Regions from separate parts of the Sus scrofa genome. Here region 2 is linked to region 1. A link is a contact called in public Hi-C data. All regions are on one chromosome and are shown on one strand. The core of a region is the stretch at or near the end of the contact, and the rest is flanking DNA. Distances in the headings are between cores, read along the strand shown. Region 1 overlaps TRAPPC3L (trafficking protein particle complex subunit 3-like protein). Region 2 overlaps LOC102162764 (a long non-coding RNA gene).

Region 1 (5,156 bases), core at 1,387-3,886:
GCATGGATGCTCTGAAGGAGTCTTTGGAAGCTACAATCAACACACTCACCTACTTATGATTATAGTTTCATGTCCAGAGGTTAGCTAGGGAAGCAGTACCTGGAAGATGGCTCCTCTAACAGATATGGCTCCTCTAATAGATACAGCGTTCAGATAAGATAAATGACTTGCTTAAGGTCACATCGTGGGAATGTGGCTGAGCAGGATGTGGACTCTTACATTTTAATCTACACTACATTGGACTGGTTAGACCACTGCTCTGAACCCAAAGAGAATCCAAGCTTCTTATGTGCAGCATATGGAAGTTCCCAGGCTAGGGGTTGAATCGGAGCTGCAGCCCCCAGCCTATACCATTGCCACAGCCACAGGCCACAGCAACGCTGGATTCGAGGCCCATCTGCGACCTACACCACAGCTCATTGCAACATGGATCTTTAACCTACTGAGCAAGGCCAGGGATGGAACCCTCATCCTCAGGCTTTTTTTTTTTTTTTCTTTTTCTTTTTACGGCCACACCTGCGGCATTTGGAGGTTCCCAGGCATGGTCTAATTGGAGGTACAGCTGCCGGCCTACAACACAACCACAGCAATGCCAGATCCGAGCCTCGTCTGCAACCTACGCCACAGTTCATGGGAACACTGGATCCTTAACCCACTGAGCCAGGCCAGGGATTGAACCCGAAATCTCATGGTTCCTAGTCTGATTCGTTTCTGATGCACCACGATGGGAACTCCCACCCGCATCTTCATGGATACCAGTCAGGTTCATTTCCACTGAGCCACAGTGGGAACTTCTAAATTACTTTTAAAAGCAACATTATAATATTTCTTATCAAGCCTCTCCTTTATGATTGTCTTAATGTAAATGATCAAGTTCATCTCCAATTAGCTTCTTCTAATAACAAAACTTTTATCATTAATTCATTTGGAAACCATGAAATATATTTTTGTGTAACTAAGGAGTTGCTTTTTTAGACCTTAAACCAGAGAGAAGTACAATTTTATTTTCTACTTGCTCTTATAATAAACATAAGGAATTATGCCTGTTAGGTTAAACTAATATTTCATTACTACAACTAAAATCAGTTATGGTAACTCTATCACAAATTCCACATTTTCATTTTTCTCAGAATGATGGTCATAGTAGGAAAAAAACCTTCAAAGGTATATTTTATTTTTTATTGAAGTATAGTTGATTTAATGTTGTGTTAGTTTCTAGAGCACAGCAGAGTGATTCAGTTGTGTGTGTATATATGCAGAGAGAGAGAGAGAGAGTTCTAGTTGAAGGTATATTTTATTTTGTCTTTTTGTCTTTTTTTGAGGGCCGCACCTGCAGCATATGGAGGTTCCCAGGCTAGGGGTCGAATCAGAGCTGTAGCCACCAGCCTATGCCATAGCCACAGAAATGCCAGATTAGAGCCTTGTCTGGGACCTACACCACAGCTCATGGCAACACCAGATCCTTAACCCACTGAGCAAGGCCAGGGATCAAACCCGCAACCTTATGGTTCCTAGTCGGATTCATTTCCACTGCGCCACAAGAGGAACTGCCTATTCAAAGGTATATTTTAAAGAAGCAATTATTTTTGGAAAAAGCACTGGAATAAGGTCAGGAGAAATCACTTCTAAGCTGGCTTTTCTTACTATGTGTTTTGGTGACGCCACCTAAGTCTCAGTTACATCATCAGTAAAATGGGGCTAATGAGAGATGCCTTTTTTTACTTCCCAAGCCTCTTGTAGTGGAAAAATAGATAATAGGTGGTAATTACTTTGCACTTTTCTGAAAAGGACTGTATTACTCATGTTTTTAAATGTCACCTGTTGCTGCATATCATATGCTATAATGCTGCTGACAATTTTTATAAATTTTGTCTTATTTAAAACTTATAGTTGGGGGAGTTCCCGTCGTGGTGCAGTGGTTAGCGAATCCGACTAGGAACCATGAGGTTGCGGGTTCGGTCCCTGCACTTGCTCAGTGGGTTAACGATCTGGCGTTGCCGTGAGCTGTGGTGTAGGTCGCAGACGTGGCTCAGATCCCGCGTTGCTGTGGCTCTGGCGTAGGCCGGTGGCTACAGCTCCGATTCGACCCCTAGCCTGGGAACCTCCATGTGCCATGGGAGCGGCCCAAGAAATAGCAAAAAGACAAAAAAAAAAAACAAAAAACCTATAGTTGGGGAGTTCCCACTGTGGCTCAGTGGAAACAAACCTGACTAGTATCCATGAGGATGACAGTTTGATCCCTGGCCCCACTCAGTAGGTTCAGGATCCAGTGTTGCCGGGAGCTGAGGTTTAGGTCACAGATGTCACTTGGATCTGCTGTTGCTATGGCTGTTGTGTAGGACAGCAGCTGCAGCTCCAATTTGACCCCTGGCCTGGGAACTTCCATATGCCGCACTTGCGGCCTTGAAAGACAAAATGAAACAAAACAAAAAAGACAAAATAAAATTTATAGTTGTACTTATGAGGCAATAACCACAAAAAGTAAACTTGCATATAAAATCACATTTTAAAATGCATACAGTTTAACATTGCAGGAAGTTAACTTCAGAATCATCCTATCTCTTTTTTATATAAAAGTAAGACTGACTAAAGACTTTTTGGATCCATAGCCTTTGTCATGAGATTTCTTTTCTAACCACTAGATGGTGCAACTTAAGGTTAAAGCAGGTCAAAGGAACTTGCCAGAAGCCTAGTGACAGAGTGACCATTTGCCCTGTGGAAAAGGCAAACGAGAGAGGGGCATGTCATTAATACCCGAAGTCACATACTTGTCTCCTCCCAGAGGCAGAGGAGTTTAGAGTAAGACCTGAAGTCAACAGATCTGTTCCTACCAGCAGTCTTTCACCAGTCAGCTCGTAAAAGAACCACTTCACTAATACAGGCATAGATTTCTTCACCTCGACAATTGCCTTCAAATGCATCCTCTTTCTCTCTTTCCTTCTCTGGAACCAGGAGAGCAATCATGACTGCTATGGAAACCGTATGTAGGTATACAGTAGGTACTCGGGAAGGGTGACAATGATGTTGTGTCAAAGTGCATGGTCTGAGAGAGCAGCCAAGCAAAAGCCACACCATTAGGTTCTGTTCCTTATTCTGCTATGCTCCATGGGCAGCATGGGACTATGCAGACTTCCTCTGACCTTGCCCCACTTTCCTCTAACACCAGCTCTGGAACTTTTTATACTTGCCTACTCCTCCAAGAGTTTACAGGGATTAATGAGATAATGCTATTGAAGGCCAGACCTTTTAATGGAAGCTAATAATTATAAGCAAAGCATCAGGGAGTGAGTGTATAACTAAGTCTCACCCTGTCTCTGTGTTTAAAATGCTCTAGAATTGGATGTTGCCATTCCCATACGTAAAGGATATTGTCAATGTTCCTGGAGAAGTGAAAATGATTAAGAGAGAGGAAATCAGGCCTTTGAAGGAAAGTAAAGCCAGGGGACAGCACCCTGCACAGGAGAAGGGTGAGGGTGACAGAATATTCTCTTCATGAATAAGCAGGAATCTTGTATAGGCGTGGAAGTGGATCTTTTTCTGGTTCACTGAGGACAGGACAAGAGAGAAGAATTTATACGACATCAGAAAGGTCAAAAAGACATGAAAAATTTAGAGAGGAGATATTTGGAAAGTGGGTGTTGTATATGTTCTTAGTTTTATATTAAACAGATCTGTTTCTTTTAAGCTTATTTTTTTTTTTTAAATATGAAATTCCCAGGCTAGGGATCAAATCAGAGCTACAGTTGCCGGCCTAAGCCACAGCCACAGCAACGTGGGATCTGAGCTGCATCTGCAACCCACACCACAGCTGACAGCAATGCCATATTCATGACCCACTGAGCGAGACAAGGGATTGAACCTGAATCCTCATGGATCCTAGTTAGGTTCATTTCCGCTGAACCATAATGGGAACTCTTAAGCTTTTTTTTTTTTTTTTAAATTGTGGTGGGAACACTTAGCATGAAACCTACCCTTTTAACAAATTTTTAAGTGTACAATACATTATAGTTAGCTTGTACAATGTTGTACAATAGACTTCTAGAACTCATTCATCTTGCTTAACTGAAATTTTATACCTGTTGATTAGTAACTCTGGAGATCAAAGCATGGATGCTCCCCTCCCCCAACCACTGGCAACCATCATTCTACTCTTTGAATCTATAAATTGAACTACTTTGGGTACCTCATATAAAGGAAATTATGCTGTATTCATCATTCTGTAACTGTATTACAGAATTTTTTTTTTTTTACCTTTTAGGGCCACACTTGTGGCATATGGAGGTTCCCATGCTAGGGGTCATAGCTGTCGGCCTACACCACAGCCACAGCAAGGCCAGATCCAAGCTACGTCTGCAACCTACACCACAGCTCATGGCAATGCTGGATCCTTAACCCACTGAGCAAGGCCAGGAGTCAAACCTGTGTCCTCATGCATACTAGTCAGGTTTGGTAACTCCTGAGCCATGAAGGGAACTCCGGGAATTTCTTTCTTTTTAAAAGACTAGATAATATGCTATTTATGTATTGACTACAATTTCTTGATCCATTCCTCCGTTGATCAATTTTTAGGTTGTTTCCACATCTTGAATAGTGTTGCAGTTGAATACAGGAGTGCTAATATCTTTTCAAGATCCTAATTTCAGTTCTTTTGAATAAATATCCAGAAGAGGAATTAGGTCATATGGTAATTATATTCTTAATGTTTTGAGAAACTTCCTTACTGTTTACCATAGTGGAAGCAACATTTTGTATTCCCATCAACAGTGTGCAAGGGTTCCAATTTCTCCACATCCTTAGCAACAGGTGAAAAAAAAAGTGGGGGGTCATTTTGACAAGCGTGAGCTGATATCTTTTTCTTTTTAATGGCTGTACTTGTGGCGTATGGGCTAGGGGTCAAATCGGAGCTGCAGCTGCCAGCCTATGCCACAGCCACAGTAACACTGATTCATCGCATTTGCAACCTACACCACAGCTCCCCACAATGCCAGATCCTTTAACTCACTCTTCGAGGCCAGTGATCAAACCTGTATCTTCATGGATACTAGTCAGGTTCTTAACCTGCTGAGCCACAATGGGAACTCCTGAGCTGATATCTTACTGTGGTTTTGATTTGTATTTCCCTGATGATTAGTGACTGTGAGCATTTTTTCATATCC
Region 2 (5,150 bases), core at 401-2,900, 64 kb after region 1:
CTGAAATTACTAGACCATTGTAAATCAACTATATTTCAATTAAAAAAAAAAGAAAAAAAAAACAAAACAAACTACTGACAAGAAGATACCTGGAGTAGGAATAAGGAGGCTCCTGAGAAGGAGGAATTTGAAATCATAAGCAAAGTGAGGTCCATGGTCACCAGCAGTAGTTGCCAGTTTCATACAACAGACACCTGTGCTTCTTGCTCAGGTAGAATGAGAGACGCCTTTGTATTGGTCTGCAGATCTGAAGAGGACAGAATATAGAAGAGCATCCCTCCACTAATAGGCATATCCTAAGTTTCTTCTGGGTGGTATTACCTTTTGGGAAGGAGAAACAGGAAGTAAAATCTGTTCAGAGGGGAAAATAGGCCTGATGGAGTTAAAATCATCTTAATTAAATTCAATTCAAGAAGATGTTTGACATTGGAGGAGATATGAATAAGATGAATTACTGTAGGGAGTTCCCGTTGTGGCTCAGTGGTTAAGGAACTCTGCTAGTATCCATGCAGACGCTAGTATCCATCAATCCCTGGTCTCACTCAGTGGATTAAGGATCCAGCGTTACCTTGAGCTGTGGTGTAGGTCACAGACGCAGCTCAGATGTGGCATTGCTGTGGCTGTGGTGTAGGCCGGCAGCAACGGCTCCAATTCGAGCCCTAGCCTGGGAACCTACATATGCCATATACCCTCAAAATAAAAAACAAAACAAAAAGATGAATTGCTGTAGAAAAAAAAAATTTTTTTTAACACGTGGATGAGTCATGGAGTGTAATCCATTTACTCAACTGTAGGAGAATTAATGAGATCATACAACTAAGACTTGTTTTGCTTTAAATCAGTGATTCAAAGGCAGCTTCTAGGGAGCAAGTCCCTTAGCTGATGAATAGGCATAGAGTATATTCTATTAAATATCCTTGTGCATATAGAAGTCACGCGGGTCCTACAGTTATGCTTCAAGAATGTTAAGTGTGAACTATCAAAAAAAAAAAAAAAAAAAGGCAGCAGTGCTTGTGTTAGAGTGAGTGAGATGAGTTTCTTTCCTTTTTGTTGTTCATGTGGTTTATGATAAAAAGTAAATAAAAACAAGTACATGCTCAAGCTTATCGAGTACATGGCTGAGAATGAGAAAAACAAAATTTGTGTAGATTTTATTCTAAATCATCGTATGATACAAATGTCATTGCCATTTCATAAGAAACCTTTTGTTCTTATTAGAATCCCTTTTGCTAAGTGAGCACAGGGTGTACTCCCGAGACTGTTTTTTCCAATAAATATATAAATGATATTAAATGTAAATATATCTTTTGACCATGAGAAGGACCCTCTCACTCTCCATCAACCAAATCAGGGAAATTATCTTGAAAATTCTGAGTTCACAATTGCCATCTAGTGGTTAAATAATCTACTTAAAATTTTTTTAAATTGAAGTATAGTTAATTTACAGCTTAGCAATTCAGCATTTTTGCAAATTGTATTTTATTGGTTTTTTTTAGTTGTGAGTACAATTGGGCAACAGGCTGTCTCCAGGGACAAAAGGGCAAAATATCAAAACCAAATAAACAAGAAAGAGTGAAACTTATGTCACGTCTTCAGAATTTACTTTCCTCCCACAAAATGCCTGTCCCTGTTTACTCTTTGGTTTCATCAGCTATTTGTGCATTTTTATTTAACTTGTCCAGAATTTATACAGGCTTGAAAGATGGGTTGAAGAGGGTTATGCCACCATCCTGAAACCAGACCTTGAGTAACAGGATTTTGATTCTAAGATTTTATGGAGTTTGGGGCAACCACGATGGGTGTTAATCTCCTCTATGCTGGATTGATCTCAGACAATGTCCTGACCTCTCTCAGGTAGAATCAGGCACCTGTAGTGGCTCCTTGGAAGCTGGCTTGTCTAAGGTTCCCTTCTTAACTTTTCCTGCTGCCCTGCTTTTTCTGGGTAACAATAGCACTGCACTTAAACCTTAACTCTGTCCTTATTTAGAAAAAATTCCAGAGGGAGAAATTTCTTATTTTCAATTTCTCAATAACCATCATTGAAATGAGAGAATCAACATCTTGGTGGCATGATTAGTTTTTTTCCCCTCCCATTGATTTATAACTAAATGGACATCCATAGCCAAACAAAATGGCTTTGCCTAGCACACCAGGGATCCATCCATCTGTGAATGGATGCAGAAGGACTGAACCTTGGAAGACTCCAGGATTGCCAATGGAGTCAAGGTGGTAGTGTTGGCAGCAGAGACAATTGGTGGACTCTCTAGCAGAAGTGTGGGAAAGTGGAAGTTTTCAGTGAAAGTCTGTCAGGCTGCTGAGGTACAGCAGGAGGATCTGCTGTTCTTCAGCACGGTATAGATGTCTGTGAAGGGACTTCCATGACTGAGGGGAAGGAAAGAAAATGGAAGAAGGCAGACAAGAGATTGGAATGAATATGTTTCCTACTCTCTGCCATGGGATTTCAACAAGTGGTCCGCCCAAAAACCTCAGATCCTCCCCAGCTTGAGGATACCCCTACTGGCTTGTGGACATACCCCAAACTCCATGTGCTAAGCCTACACTTTTCCTTCACTCTCTATCAGTTTTTTTAAAATGCCTGGATTTTTAGGCGTAGTTCCAACTTTAACAGCAAATTAAGCCTGGTAAGAGAAACCAAAATTTGTGCTATAGTTCAACACAAATTTTATTATAACAATTTTTTTTTTCTGCAAATCTATTGAACTGTTAGAGTCAAAGAATACAAAATTTTCCCTAAGTATAAAAGGTTGTTTGGGGAGTTCCCATTCATAACTCAGTGGTTAACGTATCTGATTAGCATCCATGAGGAGGCAGGTTCCATCCCTGGCCTTGCTAAGTTGGTTAAGGATCTGGTGTTGCCATGAACTGTGGTGTAGGTCACAGACATGGCTTAGATCCTGTGTTACTGTGGCTGTGGTGTAGTCTAGCAGCTACCGCTCTGATTTGACCCCTATCCTGGGAACCTCCATATGCTGTGTGTGCAGCCCTAAAAAAAAAAAAGAAGATTGTTTGCCACGTCAACCAAAACAGCCAAGGCACATTTTATCAATTGTTATGAAAAATAATGATAATATGATATCACAGCAAAAAATGACAATCTCTAGCAACTGATCTCAAAGACATGGAATATTGCAATCTAACTGATTAAAAGTTCAAAATAGCTTTTACGAAGATATCCAATAAGGTATAAGAAAACTCAGAGAGGCAATTCAAAAACATGCTCACAAAGCAATAGAATACTCTATTATTTCTATACAAAAACACTTTCTTCAAGGCATATTATAATGACATTGTCAAAAATCAGTGATAAGGAAGAATTTTAAAGTCAGACAAGGAAAAAGGTGAGTAACCTATAAAGGAATCACCATGACACTATCAGCAGATTTCTCAGCAGAAACTGGACTAGTGAGGAGAGTGGAATGACATATTCAAAGTATTGAAAGATTAAAACTGCCAGCCAAAAATACTCTGTTTAGCAAAATTAACTTTCAGATAGGAGGAGAAATAAAGACTTTTCCTTTATTTGGATAAACAAAAACTAAGGGAGTTTACCACCACCAGACTCCTAGCAAAAAAACTAAGAATCTTTCAAGCTAAAACAAAAGACACTAATTAGACACATGTAAAAAAATGAAAGTACATGAAACTCTGATAAAGGTGATAACTATGGTACTTTAAAAATAGCAGGTTAACCACTTTATTGAAGAAAAAAGTTTAAAAAAAGAGCATTAAAATCATTGTATCTACTACAAGTGACTAACAAATTGATAGCATAATAAGAGGTAAGGTCTGACATCAAAAATATAAAATAGGGAGAAAGCGTAAAACTATTAATGAAGATACATTGCTATCAGCAGAAAAATAATTGTTTTATTTATGAAATGTTTTATATAAGCCTTATGGTCACCAAAAAGCAAAAATCTAGAACAGAGACACAAACCATAAAATAAAGGGACACTAAGAATATCATCATAGAAAACCACTAATTTGCAAAGGAAGACAGAAACAGAATGAAAAAGAAACAATGGAGATATAAAATAACAAGAAATCAAAAGTTAAGATGGCAATAGCAAGTTCTCACATATCAATAATCACCCTAAATCATCAAAAGGCACAGAGTAGCCATATGGATTAAAAAATAAGACTTGACTATAAGCTACCTATAGGAAAATCATTTCAGCTCTAAAGACACAAATAGACTTAAAGTGAGGGGACGGAAGATGATATTCCAAGTAAGTGTAAACCAAAAGAAGAAAAAAAAAAAAAAACAACAACTGGTAACAAGAGCTGAAGAAAGTCATACAAAGATAAAAGGGTCAATACCTCAGGAAGATATAACAACAGAAAATATATATTCTCACAACTTTGAAACACTGACATATATTAAGCAAACTTTAACAGATCTTAAGGGAGAAAGAGACAATATACAATAACCCACTATCAGCAATGGGTGATAAGCAGAAAATCAATAAGGAAACATTAGAATTGAACCATTTTTGAGAACAAAGTAACTTAACAGACATATATGGAGGAGTCCAACCAACAGCAATAGAATCAACATTCTTCTCAAGTGCACACAGAACACTGCCCAGGATAGATGATGCGATAGAACACAAAACAAATATTAGCAAATTTCAGAAGATTGAAACCATACCAACTGTCCTTTCTCACCAGTGTTATGAAACTAAAAATCAACAAATACGAAAAAAGTCAGATGATTTACTATGGAAATGAAAAAAGATACTTCTGAATAAATGATAAGTCAAACGAAATCAAAAGAGAAAAAATTTTTATCACAAAAAATAAAAGTGGAAATACAACCTATCAAATCTTTTCAGATTCAGCAATAGGAGATGTGAGAGGAAACAACAAACACACATTTTAAGAAATTACAGAGATATCAATTAAAAATATATCTTTATAGGGAATTCCATCTTGGCTCAGTGGTTAATGAACCCAACTATTATCCATGAGGACACGGGTTTGATCCCTGGCCTCCCTCAGTGGGTTAAGGATCTGGCATTGCTGTGAACTCTGGTGTAGGTCACAGATGTGGCTTGGATCCTGAATTGCTGTGGCTGTGGTGTAGGCCAGCAGCTACAGCTCGGATTCTACCCCTAGCCTGGGAACTT

What was found. Hi-C and Micro-C count contacts between places; a contact is called where the count stands out from the background.
Region 2: a Hi-C map of liver shows a contact between it and region 1, with 2.5 times the contacts expected there. The contact joins two enhancer-like sites. A contact is called at or near these places in 9 of 47 Hi-C or Micro-C datasets (embryonic fibroblasts, fetal heart ventricle, heart right ventricle and 3 more).

The regions. Positions count from the first base shown.
Region 1 is chr1:82,129,060-82,134,215 of Sscrofa11.1, forward strand. All of the region lies in intron 3 of TRAPPC3L (trafficking protein particle complex subunit 3-like protein), which reads right to left. All of the region lies in intron 1 of FAM26D (protein FAM26D), which reads left to right. Among named protein-coding and RNA genes, the nearest start is that of TRAPPC3L, 14 kb to the right of the region's middle. Within about 2 kb of position 2,637, at least 8 of the 83 cell types and tissues checked have an H3K27ac peak or open chromatin away from gene starts, as enhancers often do. A contact at or near this core is called in liver, where this site is marked.
Region 2 is chr1:82,194,396-82,199,545 of Sscrofa11.1, forward strand. All of the region lies in intron 1 of LOC102162764 (a long non-coding RNA gene), which reads left to right. Among named protein-coding and RNA genes, the nearest start is that of RWDD1, 36 kb to the left of the region's middle. Within about 2 kb of position 1,651, at least 1 of the 83 cell types and tissues checked has an H3K27ac peak or open chromatin away from gene starts, as enhancers often do. A contact at or near this core is called in liver, where this site is marked.